2 separate regions of the Oryctolagus cuniculus genome follow, and region 2 is linked to region 1. Evidence: chromatin contacts called from public Hi-C data. All regions are on one chromosome and are shown on one strand. The core of a region is the stretch at or near the end of the contact, and the rest is flanking DNA. Distances in the headings are between cores, read along the strand shown. Region 1 holds the start of GSDMC (gasdermin C). Region 2 overlaps CYRIB (CYFIP related Rac1 interactor B).

The links. Hi-C and Micro-C count contacts between places; a contact is called where the count stands out from the background.
Region 2: a contact with region 1 is called in a Hi-C map of liver, with 8 times the contacts expected there. The contact joins the enhancer-like site here to the promoter of GSDMC in region 1. A contact is called at or near these places in 2 of 6 Hi-C or Micro-C datasets (liver and an unstated tissue).

The regions. Positions count from the first base shown.
Region 1 is chr6:155,514,913-155,521,875 of mOryCun1.1, reverse strand. GSDMC (gasdermin C) reads right to left here and starts at 4,132. Exons shown (of 9, transcript XM_070075484.1): 1 at 3,603-4,132; 2 at 2,949-3,129; 3 at 2,513-2,687; 4 at 1,383-1,488; 5 at 791-838; 6 at 77-228. The coding sequence starts at 3,822.
Region 2 is chr6:155,662,004-155,668,966 of mOryCun1.1, reverse strand. The region is part of intron 1 of CYRIB (CYFIP related Rac1 interactor B); the gene reads left to right. Among named protein-coding and RNA genes, the nearest start is that of CYRIB, 31 kb to the left of the region's middle. Within about 2 kb of position 4,101, at least 1 of the 8 cell types and tissues checked has an H3K27ac peak or open chromatin away from gene starts, as enhancers often do.

The DNA.
Region 1 (6,963 bases), core at 2,883-5,382:
CGCTCCCCCAAGACTCAGTGCCGTTCTGCCTCTCCTTCCCCTCTGCCTCCTCCTCTGCATTCCAGGGGCCCCTCACCGTATCCTCCAGTTCCTGGAGCGCCTGAGGGTCCCCGAGCAATTGGTGGAGGGCACCCAGCAGTGTCTTGCGCAGCTCCGGGGACAGTGTGGCCAGGTCCTGCAGCTGGGCAGCCACCTGGCTCCGCAGGTCCTGGAAGTCCTGCTCCTCACCTGGGGCCCAAGGAGGTCCCAAAGTCTGAGCCCAGGGGGCAGCTCCCACTCCACACAGCACTGCTGTGTGTGCCTGCTTCCCATCCCCGACTTCAGTTAGCACTCGCTAAGCACTTGCCACACCCAGCACCCCCACAGCCCCCTCTCCCCAAGAAGAAGAGAACCCATGGCTCAGGGCCCAGCCTCCAAGGCTCTGTCTTGTCCCTGTCTGTCCAGCTGGGATGGGCTTCTCCTGCTCCAAGCACCACTTCAGCAGGCCTGCGCTACCCCTGCCTTCCTGCTCCGACCACCGGGACCATGACAGTGGCCTGTTCAGGTCCCCTCAGGTCCCAGACACTGTCCACACCCCATCTCAGACCCTCTAACCCAAACAGATGAGTGGCCACAGCTGCCGTCTCTATATGGAGGAGGACACCCACGTGACTCCCATGCTCATGATCCACCCAAGCTTCTGGGTGGTTCTCCTTAGGTGGAGTCAGCCCCGAGGGACAGGGGTGACAACATGGCAGAGGGAGGGGACCTCAGGAGCCAGCCAAGTGGAGACAGACCTCAGGATGCTCACCTCCACCAGCGTCCCCACAGCGCCGCCCTTCGGGGAGGCAGAGAACAGCTGCAAAGAGAGGGGGCACCGGCAGGAAAAGGGGTGTGTCCCTGAGAGGAAGGCGGAAACCAGCCACGTGCGGCGGAGACTGTGGACAGCACCTCCAGGGCCACGCAGGCCAAGTGCTGCTCCTGGTTCCCACCTTGCCCACGAGGGGCGGGAGGCCGTCTGAGCCCTGTTCCTTCCCACCCTGGGCCTGAGGCCCCGAATTCAGGAGCCAGATGTGAGCTCCTGGGGCAGCCCCACATTAGCTCAGCTCCAGACGCATCTGTGGTTCACGGGGGTTCTGGGATGGGACATTTATTAGGGGAACAACCTCCTCCCCCCCCCCACCAAGACTTGAGTCCCCTGAGTCTCTGTGCCAGTTAGAGGACAAGGACCGTCCCTCAGGTAGGATGCAGCCCTCCCCCAGAGGCTGGGGAGCGAGTGTTTCTCTGAAAGCCAAGTCCCTTCTGTGCTATGGGAGTGGGGGCGTGGCCAGCTAATGTTCACGTCCCTGGAGAAACAGCGCCCAGGGCACAGGCTGGCATGGGCAAAGTGGGAGGGGTCTGACCCCAGTGATCCTCTTCAACCACCAGCTGCAGCACTCTGTAGGCCACGACACTGCCCTGCGGGACAGTCACTGTCTTCTCTCTGTCCATGGTGCTCTGCCCCTGGACCTGTGAAGGGGCAGGGAGAACCGGACACCCTATCCTCACAGGCCTCCAGGAGTGGGTCTTAGAGGCAGGTGGGGCTGGAGGGGATCGTGGGGTCTCCCTTGATGCAGGGTGTTCAGGGGTGGTCAGGGTAGAGGGTGCAGGAGTTGGAGGGGGCAGAGATCGCAAATGCAGCAAGCATAGCATTCTGCAAGACACGGTGTGCACAGTTAATTCCAGAAAGAAACCCCACGGCATTCTAGGGTCAAAACAATACACGTGAGCTCAGTAAGAGCTCTAAGTGCCACACAGCAGTTCGAGTCCCAGCTGCCCCACTTCCCATCCAGGTCTCTGCTAATGGCCTGGGAAACCAGTGGAAGATGGCCCATGTGCTTGGGCCCTTGCATGCATGTGGGGGACCTGGAAGAAACTCCTGGGTCCTGGCTTCGGCCTGGCCCAGCCCTGGCTGTTGTAGCCCTCTGGGGAGTGAACCAGCGGATGGAAGCTCTCTCTCTCTTCCTTTCTCTCTAACTCTGCCTTTCAAATAAATAAAATAAAAATCTTGTGGTTTCCTTATTTGCTGCAAATAAATTACTTTGTGTGGCAGCCCCTTCTGGTGTGTTTCTTAGAACTTGCCAGGAAGTGGGTCCCCCAGTTTGGGGTAACACCAGTTCCCACAGTCAGCCAGGGGTCATGTCAGGCCCTGTTCCCCTGGCACGTCTGCTCCAGAGTGACTGCAGACCCCCAGCCTCACTGACCCAGAAGGATCACCTGGGAGACAGCAAATACCACCAGGGATTGGGTCTCACTCCAGACCACCCAAGACAGAACAGGGCAGGTGTTTGGGCACTGGTATCAAAGCAACTTCAACAACAAACCCAAGGAAACACCCTCGCAGGTGACCCCAAAGTGCAGTCAGCACCGAGAACCAGGGTGCAGGCGCCTGGGGCCAGCATTCCCGGCTGGAAGAGGCCATCTGCAGTGGGGCCAGTTAGGGCAGCAGGGCGGGGCCCTCTGGTGGCAGCTCAGGACAAGGCACACCTCGCACCTTCAGATGGCCCAGCCCGGGGAAGGACAGCTGCCCCGTCCCCTCTGCTCGGCCGAGGCTCCGCAGCGTGGTGTCCTGCAGAGTCTCCACCGCTTCTGTCACCACGTACAGGCGCTCCCTCTGCGTCCGGCTCTGCAGCTCCCTGAGCAGCAAGGGCCTGGGCGTCCTCAGTTTCCTGCAACCGTGTGTTTGGGGGGTGGGAAGGGTGGGAGAGAGGACAGCTGGGGCGGGTACACGATAATTCTACACCACAGGCCGAAAATGGGCTTCTGCAAGCTGAATTGCACACTAGGCTTAAGGACTTTGGCTCAGGGCTTCCCGCGAGGCCTCGGCCCCTCCCCCACCCCCAATTCCTCCCTCCAGCCTGGATAACCCAGGGCCACAGGCCTTGAGCCAGAGGAGCCCCACCTGCCCGCGTGACCGCTCCACGGCTCACCTGCTCTCCATCAGGCCCTCCCAGGTGTGAGGGGAAATGCTGAGGGTCTGCACGGCCAGCGTGCAGCTGTGGGTGACCACGCCGCCCCCTGCCACCTTGCCCTGCAGCCCGACGCTCACAGCTCCTGTCACCCCGCGAGTCACAGACTTTCGGATATGGATAGGCTGGCTTCGGCTGACCTCTGTGGAGACAGATGCCCATGCTGGAGGCAGACAGGGAGGAAGGCAGGCTGGTGGGGTGAGGGCAGGCGGGGGCGTGGGCTTGGGTCTCAGCCCTGCTTCCCAAGCAGTCTGCACCACTTACTGGCTGGCTGTGGCCTTGGGCAAGCCAGTGACCTCCTGGAGCCGTAGTCTCCCCCTCTCTAAGAGGGGGAGGAAGAACGGCAGGGCCTTCCTCCAAGGGAGGCCGTGAGGATGGCGGCCTTGGCCCAAGGCACCTCATCATGGCAGCCGTTGCTGAACGTTATCATCATGGTTCCTTCCTACCCAGCTAGGGGAGGAGGAAGAAGCAGCTCCCCTGCCCGAGCCGAGGGGGTCTCTGTGTGCCAGGTGGGGCTGCCCACCGGTTCAGCCCCGCTCACCCGTCTCCCCCACAGCTGCCTGGCAGCCGTCTGCGCTCGGTGGCTCCTGCGCCCCACCGCCTATTCACACGTACCTGGGGCCGGAGAACCAGGCTCCAGCAGATCCAGGAGCGAGAAGTCGGTGGGGATGAGGCGGGTGCCCCAAGGCCAGGGGTGGCACCTGCACTTCTTTCTCAGCACGCAGAAGGGACGCAGGCGGGGGGCGCTGTTCAGGCTGTCCGCGGGCACCAGCTCCCCCATCCTGCCCAGCTCCCGCACCACCAGCTGGCTGCCCCTTGCGAACAGGGACGACATGTTCCCTGAGGGGGCGAAACGCGCCGCGTCTGTGGGCCAGCGCCGTGGTCAAGCCCGCATCTATGCCCGCCTCGCCAGGGGGCCCAAGCCCACAGAGTCCTAGGAGAGGCCCCGAGCTGGGCCTGTGCGCTCCCCGGCCTGCAGGGGGCGCCAGAGCCGCGCCCGCTGCACCCGCGAGGGAATCGGCGGGCTCCGGGGCGCTCTCAGCGTCGCTGGGGCCAGTGCTGGGTCTGGGTTCGGCCTCTGAGGGACAAGAGGACAGCGGCGACATTTGAAGGCCGCCAGCCCATGTCGGAGGGGAGCTGGGGGGTGGTCTCCGGGGCCCCGGACCTCCCACCCCCTACCTGACAGCGGGACCTTCCGGTGGCCCCAGGCCGTGGGGTTGCCAGCCCTGCCCCCGCCCCGGGGACCGTGACCCCAGCCCTGGACGTCCAGCGCTGGCTGACCCCCAAGCGGCCTGTCCCCTCCGTCAGCGGCCCACCAGGCCCGTTACTTGGGAGTACTCTGAATAGCCATGCGTTGTTCGAAGAAGTTCAGACGGATTAAAGAAATCAAGTTGTTCTGTAAGATGTGCTTTTAAACTTCAGAGCTGCAGCCCCGCTCCCCTCCCCGGACGCTGCTTTCGACTTTTTGTTGCTTATTTTGGTATCAGAGATCTTTGTAAAACATTTATTTAAAAGGCAGAGTTAGAGAGAGGAAGGGAGGAGGAGGAGGGGGGAGGAGAGGAGGAGGGATTGATTGATTGATTCCATCTACTGGTTCTCTCCCCAAATGGCAACAACAGCCGTGACAGGGCCAGGCCAAAGCCAGGAGCCAGGAGCTTCCTCCAGGTCTCCCATGCAGGTGCAGGGGCCCAGGCACTTGGGCCACCTTCCACTGCCTTCCCAGGCCATAGCAGAGAGCTGCATGGGAAGTGGAGCAGCCAGGACTCGAACCTGCACCCATTTGAGATGCCAGCATGGCAGTCTAAGACTTAACCCACTGTGCCCCCACACGCCAGCGCCTTAGATCTTTTTATAAACTGGGTTCATTGTGATATAATTCACACGCCATGCAGTTCACCCTTGGACGTGTGCCTGTCAGTGACTGCTAGTGCATTTTCATGATTTCCGCCTTTAGCATCCATTCTCCCTGCTGTCCCATCGCATCCCATCCCACTCCTGCTGGCTCTGGGCAACCACCGATCTATTCTCTGTTTCTATGGATTTGCCAGTTCTGGACACTGAATATAAATGGGACAATGCAATATGTATTTGGGCGTGTGTCTGTCGTGTTACTGACCATTGTCAGTTTTAGGCATTGCTCATGGATGTACCTTGAGAATAAGGACTTTGAGTCCCCTCCCTCCAGAACAGGCACAAGTCCTGTTTGCATCTTCCCAAGTGAGTTGCATCACAGTTCTCTGTAAGCTCTATGCAGCTACTGATATTTTTCCTTTCATGAAGAATTTCCCTTCTGTTTGTCTTCCCTTTCTTGTTTCCCAGGTACTCCTATCTAGTGACATCCAAACTCTGCCCATAGCTTAAATCTCCTACTGAGATGCTGAGATTCTAGGTGCTCTATCAATTTCAACTTCCTGGAGAAATCCCTCCTAAAGCCTTCTGCTTGCTCAGATGGGAGCTGGCTGCCCTCTGCCCCCAGGAAATCCACGTCACCCTGGGAACCCCCCCCCCCATCTCTTCTACACAAACCTCCTGTTATCCAATGCCTTCCACTTGGATTTTTTCTTCTTCTTGGTTTGTCATATCCTCTAACAGCTTCCTGGAAAAAGGGACATAGGAACCAATTTTTAAAACATTTTGTCTGAAAATGTCTTTTTTTCTACCTTCAGGTTTGAGAGAATTTTTTTTAAGATTTTATTTTTACTTATTTGAGAGACAGAGTTACACACAGTGAGGGGTCATTCCCCAAATGGCCACAATATTCAGAGCTGGGCTGATCTGAAGGCAGGAGCTTCTTCCAGGGCTCCCATGCAGGTACAGGAGCCAGGTATTTGGGCCATCTTCTACTGCTTTCCCAGGCCATTAGTAGAGAGCTGGATTGGAGGAGGAGCAGCTGAGACTTGAACTGGTGCCCATATGGGATGCTGGCACTGCAGGTGGAGGCTTATCCTACTATGCCACAGTGCCAGCCCTGAGAGAGAGAGAATTCTACATTGCAAATAATTTCCCCTCAAAAGTTAGGAAGGAATGTTGCTGTGGATTCGTTCTGAGAGGAGGAGTGTGGTGGGGGCAAGAGGTGCAGAGTCACCACACAGACCCCAGAAGTTGGATGAAAACCAGGGAGCAGCCTACAGACTCGTTTATTTCAGTTGGTACAGCAGCTTATATAGCCAAGGCAGTCAATCTGGTCAAGGGACGGTTATGCCCTAACTAATCACAGCCTGTTGCCAGGCAGGCTCTGCTGGCAGGTGGTTTCCCAGGGGGTTTCCGAAGCCACTCCTGAGTAACTGATGCTGGCTTGCCAGCGGCCATCTTGGCATGGCCTTCTCATTCCACCACAAAGGAATAACTTCATTGCTTCTAGCTCCCTGTGTGATTATAACATAAAATCATTTTCACTTATGGTCTTTTGTAAGAAACCCTTGTTTTTCCCTCTGGATTATCACATTGTCCTGGATGTCCTGAAATGTCATAAAAATGTGTCAGGCCCTTGATGTACAATTTCAATCTGGAAACTCAAGTCCAAATTAGATGATGTTTTCTTGAATTATTTCATCAATGATTTCTTTTTTGATATCTGTGTGTTCTTTTCATATTAATTGAAGACTATATCTCTTCCAGTTGAGTTGGCCATTCCCACTGGGATATTGACCAGCCAACAGACAAAATGGAAGACATCCCTTCTTTTTAAAAAATTAATTAATTTATTTGAAAGTCAGAGTTAGAGAGAGGAGAGGGTGAGACGGAGAGAGCTCTTCCATCTGCTGGTTTACTCCCCAGATGGCTGCAATAGCCAGGGCTGGGCCAAGCTGCAGTCAGGAACCAGGAGCTTTTTCTGGGTCTTCTGTATGGATGGGAGGAGCCCAAGTACTTGGACCATCTCCTGCTGTTTTCCCCAGGCCATTACCAGGGAGCTGGATTGGAAGTGGAGCAGCTGGGACCCAAACTAACACCCATAAGGCATGCCGGCATCGCAGGA
Region 2 (6,963 bases), core at 2,852-5,351, 150 kb before region 1:
GTACTAGGGACTTTACTGATGTCACGAAGTGGAGGGTCCTGAGTTGGAGACAGCGTCTTGTGTTAGCTGGTGGGCAGGAGGTTGCGGTCAGAGGAGAAGGTATGATGGTGGTCACAGCGGCAGGTTGGGATCAGAGGGAGATTTGGCCGTGCTACTGCCAGCTTCGATGGTTGTGGGAGGAGCTGTGGACCAGGGGTGCTGGGAGCCACCAGATGTGGACAGGACCAGGAATGGCTCTTCCCCAGGCTCCAGCCACTGCCAGGAGGGCATGCTGCCAATACCTTGATTTTAGCCAAGCAAAACCCCTTGTAGACTTGTGCCCTACAGAACTGTAAGATAATGCATTTGTGATCATGGACAGCAGCAACAGGAAACTAACAGAAGGTGATTTTACAAACACAAAATCTACCTGTGATTTGTAGTAACTTAATGAATGGTGGAACCCTCACCATAATGCCATAATGCAGGTTTTTTTTTTTTTTAAGGATTTATTTATTTATTTGAGAGATAGAGTTACAGAGAGAGAGGAGGAGAGACAGAGAGAGAGGTTTTCCATCTGCTGGTTCACTCCCCAAATGGGCACAACAGCCAGAGCTGGGCCGTTCCAAAGCCAGGATCCAGGAGCTTCTTCCAGGTCTCCCACACAGGTGCAGGGGCCCAAGCACTTGGGCCATCTTCTGCTGCTTTTCCAGGCCATAGCAGAGAGCTGGATCGCAAGAGGAGCAGCTGGGACTTGAACTGGCGCCCATATGGGATGCCCACACCACAAGCGGAGGCTTATACTACTGCCCTATAGTGCCGGTCCCCATAGTGCAGTTCTGGAGCAGTCTCCTCTCCCAGTCAAAAGCCTCGGGTCCATATAGAGTTAGTTCTTCCCACCCCTACCCCCCAGTGCTAGGTAACTACTAATCTGTTTTTGCTGCTATAAATCTGTCTAGCAATGTGCCTTTTAGGCATCTCATATGAATGGAAACGAATAATGTGTATTCTGTGTCCAGCTTCTCTTAACTGAGCGTGACTTTGAGGCTGCTTCGCATCGCTGACTACATCAGCGTTCTTGCCCTCCTGTGGCTGAGTAAGGGTCCACCGTCAGACGTCCTGTAGCTCCTTGGACTCTCGGTTTCTTCAGCTGCAGAAATGGCAGTGACACCATCCACAGGACGGGGTTCAGGCCTTCACATGGTCCTCTGGTGCCTGGCTACTCTGCCAGCCCAGGTCATGGCCTTGAATTTGCTCCATCTTTCTGCTCCTGTTATGCAATGGGAACGGAGAAGCCAGAAATTCACACTCCAAGGGGGAGTGTTGTGGTGCAGCAGGCTAAACTTACCCTGCTCATGGTGCTGTGACACCGGCATCCCATACGAGCGCTGTTTCAAGCCCCAGCTGCCCCGCTTCTGATCCAGCTCCCTGCTATTGTGCCTGGGAAGGCAGCAGATAATGGGCCAAGTACTTGGGCCCTGCTGCTCATGTGGGAGACCCAGATGGAGTTCCAAGCGCCTGGCTTCAGCCTGGCCCAGCTGTGGCTATTGTGGCTATTTGGGGAGTGAACCAGTGGATGGAAGATCTCTCTCTCTCTCTAACTCTGCCTTTCAAATAAATTTTAAAAATCTTTTAAAAAAATAGTTTAAAAAAGGAGGTCAAATTCAAAGCCATCATTAGCTCACAAGATGCTTTTTCGGGGCCGGTGCTGTGGCACAGTGGGTTAGAGCCCTGGTCTGGAGCACCGGCATCCCATACGGGTACCAGTTCTATTCCTGGCTGCTCCTGTTGCAATCCAGCTCTCTGCTATGGCCTGGAAAAGCAGTAGAAGATGACCCAAGTCCTTGGGCCCCTGCACTTGTGTGGGAGACCTGGAAGAATCTCCTGGCCCCTGGCTTCAGATCGGCCCAGCTCTGGCCGTTGTAGCCATCTGGGGAGTGAACCAGCGGATGGAAGACTCTCTCTGTCTCTACCTCTCTCTGTAACTCTGTCTTTCAAATAAATAAAATAAATCTTTAAAAAAAAAAGATGCTTTTTCTTGGTGATGGGTGAGATGTAAGCAGAGCCACACAAGGCAAGGCGTGCGTGTGTTCAGGATGGCTTGCGTGTCTGGCCAGGACATGGCCTCCATCGTCCCCGTCCACATGGGAAGTGGAGGCTGCCTTCCATTGCACAACCGACGGCCGCTGGTGTCTGTCGCCCGCACTGGCGGTGTTTACGGGTAGTGCAGAGGGTGAGAAACCACACAAGGTCAGCCTGTGAGGCTCCAGTCCTGCCAGGAAATAGAGACCCCATTTTCCAGAGACCCACTGAGTTGTAGCACAAAGAGCAGAAAGCACATGCAGACTTTTTCTTGGGGCTTGCGATTTTAAGTGTGTGTTTTAGTGGCGTGATAAAGTTTACACAATTATAGTGAAGATACAGCTGTTTGTAGACGTTGGGAGGGAAAAGCAAGAACCTGGTATCCTGTGCGCTGCCCCCCTCTCCCCAGCCGTGTGACTCTGGGTGGTGATTTCACTTCTCGGAAGCTCAGTTTCCCCTTCTGTAGAATGGGAACGCTGTGCAGAAGGGTTCTGAGGCCTCTTTTGGAGCGAACTCTGCAGGTTGCAATGCTAAATGTGTTCTTAGGGCTCAAGAGTTCTCTCGTAGACTCCTCCTTAGGGCTTTGGCTGGAATTGACACTGCTGGTTGGCTTTCAATTAAAACAGAAAAAAAAAATATACATCCACTTTAATTTCTGTAGCAGGCCTGTTTCACGGAGAGCCGCTTTCTGTCTGAGGTGGGTGTGGGAAGGCGTTCCCTCACCATCACTGCGGGAAGAGCCGGTGTTTAGGAGGGCTCTTCACCACTGACCTGGCCGCTGCGGGAGCTGGGGCTTGGGCCTCTGTGGATGATGGACCTGAGTGCTCAGACCCCAGGCTCACCCTTGTCCTCCGGTCTGTGGCATGGACCGGGCTGCCCTCTCCGGTGGCTGTGCAGATGCAGGGCAGGACCTCGATGTGGCCGAGAACATTCTTCATAGGGCACCATGGCCTTCAGGCTGTGCAGGTGGCACTGCGTGGAACCAGCGAGGATTTCTGTATCAAGAGAGGGCGCACAGCGGCCTGGAAGATGAGGGCGAGGAGGGGGTCTGGGGTCCCCGGCAAGAGAAGGGGTTCTGTTTGCGTGAAGCAAGGCTTAGGCCTGGAGCCGGCCTCCCCAGTGCCATCAGCAAGCCACAGCCAGGGCAGGAAGTGAGGCACGGTGGCCACCGGCAGCCTCTCAGTTCCCTTCTGAGCCCAGGTCATCAGCCCTGTGGGTCGCGATGACAGTAACTGAACCCAAGTCAACCCAAGAGCAGACGAGATCACTTCTGTGTCTAGGCACTCCCTAGGGAGGAGCGGCTGCCCAGGGGGCTCTGCTGGCTGGGTTATGGCCTCTCTATTTCCTCACCCTACTGTGCTTCCTCTCTCTCCTTGGACGGTCTCTTCTGGATACCGCAGCTTGAATTCAGCCCCGTCCTCTCACGTTAGCAAATCTGGAGTTGGCGGGTGGGGTGGGGTGGGGTGGGGGTGGGGCTTCAGCCAGCGTCCCGGAGAGAGGGCTCTTGTTGGTCACTGAGTGTCACATGGCTGTTCTTGAACCATCCATTTGTTCTGGAAGGTTCCATGCTTTGACTTCCATCTTGTAGGCAGTGTGCTGCACATGGAGAGGAGAGGTGGGGGATGGCTCCTAGGACACAGGTGCTTTCCTAAAAGCAGCATGGGGTGGGTGGGTGGGGCTAAGCAGGCCAGATGTCAGCTGGGCGGGGTGAGGGTTGGTGGGGATGAGCCTTATGTCTCTTTTTGCCTGGCCAGGGAGGCTTCTTCCTCAATGGTGACCTGAACTTGGCCAGAGTGAGTGGCCCAGATGAGAGCAGGTGTTGGCGGCTCTGCAGCCTGTCCTTGGGGCCACTGCTTTGGGAATCAGTCTCCTGTCTCCCCTGCCCCATTCTATCCCTCTCCCTTCCTTCTGCAAACATCATCGAGGCCTTGGCCTCTTCTGAATCCCCCAGACTGGCTTTGCACCCTTCATGTCCCTTCCCAGTGCCCGGGCGTGGAGTGACCTAATATCTAACACCGGGCACTGATCCACCCGAGTGTTTTCTGGAAGCTTCCACGAGGAATGATGTTAATCCTGTGCCGGCTGGGTCTTGGGAGAGGCCGGGCGGGCTGGGGCAGCAAGGTCTCCCCACCGCTGGGGGGCAGTGTTTCCTGCTTTGACCACTGCGCTTGTGAAAAGCAGCCCAGCTCTTCGGGGTGGGGCTGGAGCCCGCTGCTCCTCACTGCATCCCAGCTCCCAGCCCAGGCATCTGCAGTGGGCCCCTTGCAGGTGGAGGCCGATGGAGGTGACAGGAGGGTGACGGCTCAGGAAACAGCCTGTCCCCAGGCTGCCCTGGGCCACCTCTGCTGAACTCACTCTCTGCTCCTGAGCATTTTGTTTTCTCAGAGGCACTCGGGTCTGTGGCCTCGCAGGATATGCAAATGTCAGATGCAAATTAGCGCAGTCTGCAATGAGGAATAGAGAAAGTTACTTCTCGTTTATAATTTCTGGGGGTTGGCAGTGGGTGCGTGGGGTACCTCTGGCCACACGGTCAGTCGTCTCATTGCCTCCAGGGTGGACTGGGCACCCAAGAGGAGAGGTCAGCTGACCCAAGGGCCTTTGGGAGCTTCTGGGGCAAGCTTCTGGAACGTGGAGAAGGGTGGGCAGACTTGAATGGGACCACAGCAGCCCCCTTGTCTGTGGTTTCACTTTCCTGAGTTTCAGCTACCCAAGGTCAACCGCAATCTGAACACATGAGTGGAAAATTCTAGAAGTAAGTTTTAAATTACACGGCATTCTGTGTAGTGTGAGGAAATCTCATGCTGTCTGCACCGTCTTACCTGATGGTGAATCACCCCTTCACCCAGCGTGGCCATGCTGCCCCTGCTACCTGCCCCTGCCAGCTGAGAGAGAGAGAGAGAGAGATCATATTTGCATAGCTTTTATTACAACATATGGCACTTCCAAACGGCCATGGAAAATGGAATTAAATGATGTTTATTTTGGTGTAACAAGTTTGAAATCCATGCATAGTCTTTCTATAATACACATTTTCTATGGACTTTTTGAAAACTTTGCATATTTTTGGAATTGGTCTGTTTGATTAGTTATTATTTATCTTTTGCTGTGCCTAATTTGTAAGTTAGACTTGATCATAGGGATGTGTGTTTAGAACAAGACAGTATATGGGGGGCCAGCCCCGTGGCTCACTTGGTTAATACTCTGCCTGTGGCACTGGCATCCCATATAGGTACCGGTTCTAGTCCCGGTTGCTCCTCTTCCAGTCCAGCTCTCTGCTGTGGCCCAGGAAGGCAGTGGAGGATGGTCCAAATGCTTGGGCCCTTGCACCCGCATGGGAGACCAGGAGGAAGCACCTGGCTCCTGGCTTCGGATTGGCGCAGCACCAGCCGTAGTGGCCGTTTGGGGAGTGAACCAATGGAAGGAAGACCTTTCTCTCTGTCTCTCTCTCACTGTCTATAACTCTACCTGTCAAATAAAAAAAAAAAAAAGACCATATATGAAGGGCTTGGTGTCAGCCAGTTTCAGGCGTCCTCTAGGGGTTTGAAATGTTTCTCACGGGGTAAGGGTGAGGGGACTATTGCCCCCGACCATCTCTTAGTACTTGCTGCCGGCCCGCTGTGATGCCCACACTTTGCCTTTGACCGAGTTCCTGTAATAGTCCTCACCTTTGGTGGTGAATGTTATCAGGTGAAGTGGATTAAGCCAATGCTTATGGCGCCAGCATCCCATATGGGTGCCAGTTCGAGTCCTGGCTGCTCCACTTCCAGTCCAGCTCCCTGCAAGTGCACCTGGGAAAGCAGCAGAAGATGGCCCAAGTCCCTGGGCCCCTGCACCCACCTGGGGGGACCAGGGTGAAGCTCCTGGATCCTAGCTTCAGCCTGACTCAGCTGTTGCTTTTGCGGCCATTTGGGGAGTGAACCAGTGGATGGAAGATCTCTCCCTCTCTCTCTCTCTCTCTGTAACTCTGCCTTTCAGATAAGTAAGAATTAAAAAAAAAAAAAAAGGCCAGCGCCGTGGCTCACTAGGCTAATCCTCTGCCTTGCAGCGCCGGCACACCGGGTTCTAGTCCCGGTCGGGGCGCTGGATTCTGTCCCGGTTGCCCCTCTTCCAGGCCAGCTCTCTGCTGTGGCCAGGGAGTGCAGTGGAGGATGGCCCAAGTGCTTGGGCCCTGCACCCCATGGGAGACCAGGAAAAGCACCTGGCTCCTGCCATCGGATCAGCGCGGTGCGCTGGCCGCAGCGCGCCGGTCGCGGCGGCCATTGGAGGGTGAACCAACGGCAAAGGAAGACCTTTCTCTCTATCTCTCTCTCTCTCACTGTCCACTCTGCCTGTCAAAAAATAAAAAAATTAAAAAAAAAAGAATTAAAAAGAAAAGGAAGAAAGAAAAAGAAACAGTCCCAGATCCCCCTGATAAGTGACAGCCTCGGTGGGTCAGGCCCCAAAGCTGTGCAAAAACCACCACCCTTAGTGCTCTGAGGGATGGGGGTTCCTACAAATGAGGCCCTAGAGTGTGAAATGAGATTTTATCCTAACTAGCAGAGCCGACCTGCAGGCCATAAGAGGGAGAAGAAAAAGGTGTTGAGGGCTGGGGAGGGCAGTGGGCAGTGTGGCCGGCCACAAGGAGGAGAGTAAACCCAGGGGCCCTGCCCCGGCTGTCACCCCATCTCCCAGACTGACTGCCTGCACAGAGAAATGAAGACAACAGCCACACAGCAGCGTGCCCTGTGGCCTCTCTCAGCGCCAGGGCCGTGGATTAAGGCTCCTGCCGTTGGGTACCCAGAAGTCGGTGGCCAAGAGGGACGCTTCCTGCCAGCTCGGCACAGCAGACATTGGACTGGGAGTCCTGGGGAGGTGGAAGGTGCTCTCCCACGTGGGGGAGAAGGACAAGCGGGTTGGTTCCAG